Regions from separate parts of the Mus musculus genome. Here region 2 is linked to region 1. Evidence: chromatin contacts called from public Hi-C data. All regions are on one chromosome and are shown on one strand. The core of a region is the stretch at or near the end of the contact, and the rest is flanking DNA. Distances in the headings are between cores, read along the strand shown. Region 1 overlaps Pard3 (par-3 family cell polarity regulator). Region 2 has its middle 180 kb from the start of Mir21c.

What was found. A called contact is a pair of places that touch in the nucleus more often than the background predicts.
Region 2: a Hi-C map of liver shows a contact between it and region 1, with 2.3 times the contacts expected there. The contact joins two enhancer-like sites. A contact is called at or near these places in 2 of 484 Hi-C or Micro-C datasets (epidermal suprabasal cells and liver) and 1 of 115 datasets of contacts at active chromatin or transcription factors (bone marrow-derived macrophages).

Annotation. Positions count from the first base shown.
Region 1 is chr8:127,456,780-127,459,479 of GRCm38.p6, reverse strand. All of the region lies in intron 20 of Pard3 (par-3 family cell polarity regulator), which reads right to left. Among named protein-coding and RNA genes, the nearest start is that of Gm9909, 3.4 kb to the right of the region's middle. Within about 2 kb of position 1,354, at least 3 of the 459 cell types and tissues checked have an H3K27ac peak or open chromatin away from gene starts, as enhancers often do. A contact at or near this core is called in liver, where this site is marked.
Region 2 is chr8:128,092,221-128,094,920 of GRCm38.p6, reverse strand. No RefSeq gene overlaps it. Among named protein-coding and RNA genes, the nearest start is that of Mir21c, 180 kb to the left of the region's middle. Within about 2 kb of position 1,415, at least 8 of the 459 cell types and tissues checked have an H3K27ac peak or open chromatin away from gene starts, as enhancers often do. A contact at or near this core is called in liver, where this site is marked.

The DNA.
Region 1 (2,700 bases), core at 105-2,604:
AGTTAACACCATCTCTGTAAGCAATGAGTCCTCTTTATTTTCCCCGAGTAGGCTTATTGGGAACATTCATCATGTTTAAAACCTGACAAACGTTTGCAAGGTTTAAAGCTCAGAGGATAATTCATGCTGCTAGACTGGAGATGATTAAACTGAAAGCTTTGGGGGAATCTTCACCAAAATGTTCTCCTCAGTCCAGCGAGCAGTGGCCGGATAGGAGGATGCCTTTGGCTTAGAAGTCCACACCTGATCAAAACCAAACACAAGGAGTGTGCAATGCAATCTGGCCTCGGTCTATGTACTGCTGAAGAAAGATGCCAACCCCAGGGCTCTTTAAGAAAATGCCACTCTAGTCTATGCTGGCATCCAACATATCCCAGACGGTCCAGCTTCATACAGACTCATCTTCCTGCGGCTATTCTCCTCTATAAAAAGTCCACGTGCCCCATGATGCTTGCCTTCCGAGGTCTCCAATCAGATACATGCACGAGGATTGTCAAGTCACCAGCTGTCTCAGAGAAGAAAGTGCAGGCACATAGCTGCACAAAGAATTTCTCATTAATAAAAGAGGGGTGTGAGTGACTGAGTCCTTCTATCGGGAGAGGTCATCCAGGGCAAAAAGAGGGAAAATGACCGACATGGGAAGGAAAACCCCTCATCCTGGCATGGTTGAAGCCTCTAGCCAGTGGAGAATCGAGAATTGAGCATCAGTAACATTTCCTGAAGGTCTTTCTTGCTTTCAGCTACAAACCTGTCATTTTTCAGGATTCTCACCACAAACCCCATGACAGTGACAGGGCCTATCCTATACCCCCTTACAACCTTAACAGATTGCAGTTACATCCCTGCTACCTCTGGAGCCATCCTGCAGTCTCAGTTATAAAATAAGAAACAGAGTTAGAGGAAGAGAGGGTTCCTAAGAAATCTCCTGAGCAGCAAAATTCCCAGAATCTCCAACAATCCTGTATACAGTGACCACTGGGACTCTTGAAGGGAGACTGTCCCTGGAGAACCCTCTACTAACTAGACTTGGGTATGTCTTATTCTTTCCCTGAGCAACTCTCTTTCTCTTAGTCCCTGTGACTCAAGATGCTTAAGATACTTGTTTAAAGTATCTTTAATGAACCGTGATTCTTGAGAAGTCTATACACATGCTTTTAGTTGTACCATATTCTTTCTCTGAACACCTTCCTGCTTACTGAGAAATTCTAACACTGCTTCATGCCAGCTTGTCCTGAAATTCTCTTCTGCATCAAAGCCAAGGACCTGGTTTTACCTAGATCAGGGGAGTTTCTCAGGTGTTGTCTGAGAGGGTATATGATTCCCTCTGTAATGCTGCCAGCTCAGAGAGGAGCCAGGAATGCAGTCTACAGTCAAACTCACGTCAGAAAGAAAAGAGCAAAGGCTTATTTGCACAGTTGACAGATAAGAGAAAAAGGTTTCAAGTCACGGGTTGGTTACTGGCACAGGTCATTTCTTATAAGGATAAATCTCATTTTAAACACTAGGCTGAACATGAAGTATCCAGTACAGACCTCAGACAGTAATTAAGATACACCGTGTTTGCCAAAGGGTTTTATAAACTAGGAAATTATCATCACAATATTATGCTAGGAAAATCTCACATGTTGTCATCCCCATTCACATTATATATTCTAATGTGACGAAATAAGGAAGACTAGTTACAAGTTAATTCTATACATCAAATGTGTCCTTGACATTTGATCTTATTTAGAAACTAGACAGTAAATTCAACTGGAAAGGGGAGGAAGGGAAGAAAATGTCTTCATGAAATTGATTAAATCTAGGATCTGCTCACTTTTCAGAGGGGATAAAATACGCACTGGGACTTTAAAACTAATATATATAAAACACATAGCTATGTCTATGTAAAATCATGCTCGTGTGTACACACACACAGAGCCTGGGAGTTAGACATTATAAAGTTATGATTTATAGAATGAATGAACCAAACAGCAAACATAAAAACACTCAAGGGAACATCATCTCAAGCATAATATTCAGTCATTCACCAGCATTATTGAGTATCTCCTTGCATGAGAGCTGACTTATCTACACGCAGAACAGAAAACACTCCATGCCACTATTGGCACCACGGAGATTCTTTTCTAGCCGGTATTTAGGTAGCAGCAGGATGAAGTAGGCACGGGAGCACACAAAGAATCATGACAGAGTGAGCTGGAGTTTTACTTTAGAGAGTTAAAGATGGCTTCCTGAGAAGGTGACATTGAGAACAGATCAGTGTGCCATGCTGGGAAGCATCAGCAATACAGGCTGAGGCTGAGACTCAAGTTGGTCAAATGCTTTAACTATTGTGCCTGGGGCTCCATCCCTAGCAGCCCACAAACTAAGCATGGTGGCACACACCTGCAATCCCAGAAGGTATTGCCAGAAGGGTCAGGAGTTCAAGGTCATCCTTAGCTTCATAATGAGTAAGATGCTATCCTGCTACACATAAAATCTTGTCTCAATATAAAACAGAACACAAGGGGAAAACTTCCACAAGGGCCCTGAGGCAAGGTACGATGATTGTCTTTGAGGAATCACAAGGGCCACAAATCCAAGAGTGGCGCTGGGTAGCATCTGATAATAACAGTTACACTGTTAGAAGCTGAGTCCTAAAGGGGGCGACTGTCAGACAGATGCTGTGGCCTAAGTCAGGCATGTTTTGGGGCAGAGAGG
Region 2 (2,700 bases), core at 166-2,665, 640 kb before region 1:
TGTTGGCATTATGATGCAAAATACATATCTCCAGTCTATAGATCTGAAACAGCATCCTGCCTGAAGAGTGCCAACCCATTCAGCATCCAGTGCTGTGCATGGAATAAACATGAATAAAGAAAACATCTAACCAATAAATGTATGAGACAGTTTGAAGCCATACAAGGGCCACCGAGGTAGAGTTTAGGAAGAATTTGGTCGCTCACGCACTTTTGCAACTTCGTGGAAGTTTGGAGTGGAACTTCATGCCCATGCCATCTTATCCCAGTTTCAAACTTTCAATTCATCTTTAATCATAGAAATGAAGGGTCTCATGGAGACACTACACAGGTAAAAGATGAGTGATGAGAGGGTTTTCTATGTGTGAGGTAAGATGCTCTTGCCCTCAAGATCCCTAACTGACACATTTCAAATGCTCCCTCCATTCCCTGACATAATACTCATTTGGCTTTTTGTGCAATTTGAAGAGCCCTATTCTTTCACTTTTCTTTCTTCTTTCTTTCAGCTCAGCATTGAAGCATTATGAACAAACACAAGTGAAAAACAAACACAGTAGCTCTACTGAGTTCATTCAGGGGCAGTTAAGTGTTTGTAAGCATTCAGTCATAACATTCAAACATTCTGACAGTAAACAGCATACTGACTAAACATGTAAAGAGCAAGCCTTCAAAGGGTTTTCCAATGACCAGCACTAGCCCTTCCTAATATAGTCTCCTCTTCCGTAGTAAATGTCTCTGCTTAGTGGAGTCTCATTTGGTGTTCCACCTTTTTTTTCTTCCAAATTTGTAGGAAACTCGGCTTTAGAATTTACACTCTCTGTATGTTTCCATTGTTAAGACTAGAAACTATTAAGATGGCTGAGGAAAATGCTGCCCCCACCCCTGTATCAGTTAAGAAAGGCTGTCATGAGTACTTACTTTTGTTTAAGATTTGAAATTATTAGTTTTAAATCAGAATTAATATTTGGCATCCAGCAGTGAGCATTTATAGTTTAAAAGTAATCTGTCTCAGGAAAATACTAAATGGTGAAATAATGCATGCTTTGCCCTGTGTGCTGTACAGTACATCTAATGAATGGGTCTCAGGGTTGGACTCACATGGTGAAAAGTGGTGGGTCTTTCACAGACCGCCCTGTGACAATGCCTTGTTTTCTGTAATGTGTTCAATTCCAAACACATGGGTATCATTTTTGAAAATGAATTGTGAGGTTTTCACTGTATGAATTTATTTACTCTGTGTGTATGGGTGTTTGCATGTGTTATGTGAATGTGTGGGTGTGCAAGCTATAGCTTGCATATGGAAGTCAAAGGACAACTTGAGCAAATCAATTCTTTCCTTCCACCATGTTGACTTTGGGAGGATTGAACACTGTGCCTTTTCACTGAGAGGTCTTTGCCAGACCTGTGGGTGTTATTTTTGAAGCCAGCTTCATTGATTAGTAGATGTTGTGGAGCTACAGAGGCATATCTGTGAAGTATTCAGTTGGATGGGTCTTTTCTAGCAATTTCCTTTTTTTTTTTTTATCAAGAGAAAAATCGAAGCTATTTTCAATGCAAAAGCAAACTCTGAACAGCACCCACTAGAATTAGTAAAGCAACATTTCATCAGAAAATCACCTGCAAAATTTAGAGCACAATTTACAATTACTAATTGGTGTGTTAAATGGATGCATTCAGAAAGTAGCAAGGGGATGAGTCAATACTTCCAAAAGAACCTTAATTTCAGGATTTCCTGAGTGAGTGCTCCAAATTACCAGCCTACCTCCCCATTAGTGCCCGGGTTAGAGAAGTCAGCTCACCCAGACGTTTGTTGTGTGCATAATTTCAAAATGAATAAATACTACTTTGGAAATCACTCTGGTTCATTTTGCCAAAAGCAACACCCTTTCTGGGCACGCAGCCACTAGATAGTCACCCTACTTTCTTTGTGACTGTGAAACCCTGAAACATTGTTTGCAGATCTATCAAAGGACTCATCGAGTCAGAGGATGATCAGGGAGAATGCGTCAGCCATTAAAATGTAGAAAGGTGAGATCGAAATGGCAAAGATATACAGCTTTTATCTCAGTATGCTGCAAGTAGCTTTTCGATCTTCTACACTAAGAGTGGTATTCTACCATGGCTCAGTGCTCTGCCATGGGGAACACTCCTCTTCTTACCATCTCTCAGTTGTCCATGAATGTGTTTGTAAAGCAGCTGCTGTCCATTTTCAGCTTGTACCCACCCACTGGGCCAACTCATCCATACACAGACCTTGAACTTGAACTAGTGGGTGTAATTTGTAAACTACAGTGAGTGACACTGGGTGGGTGGAGGTGTTCTAACCCTGTTGTGATTTTATCCTAGATGTTTCATCTCCATCTTATGGTGGGAGATCCAACAGACTGCACTTTGTAACAGGAAGTTCTGAACTGTGCTTGGTACACCACAGTTAAATACCCAGTGGTGCCCTGAGACTTGGTCAAGGGATGTCACTATCTGCTGAGGGTGGTTCTCTAGAACCGAATCAGCCTGGATTGAGATTTACCTCTAGAGCTTGTCAGAGGGCCCAGTGCCTCTCCTTCTCCATTCTAACATACAAACAACAAAAAAAAATTCCCCCTAAATACTCATGTGCTAAAGGCTTGATCCCTAATGCAGCATGTTCAAAGATGATGGGATGGTTATTGAGTCATGGGGATTGGATTGGATCATCGGATTC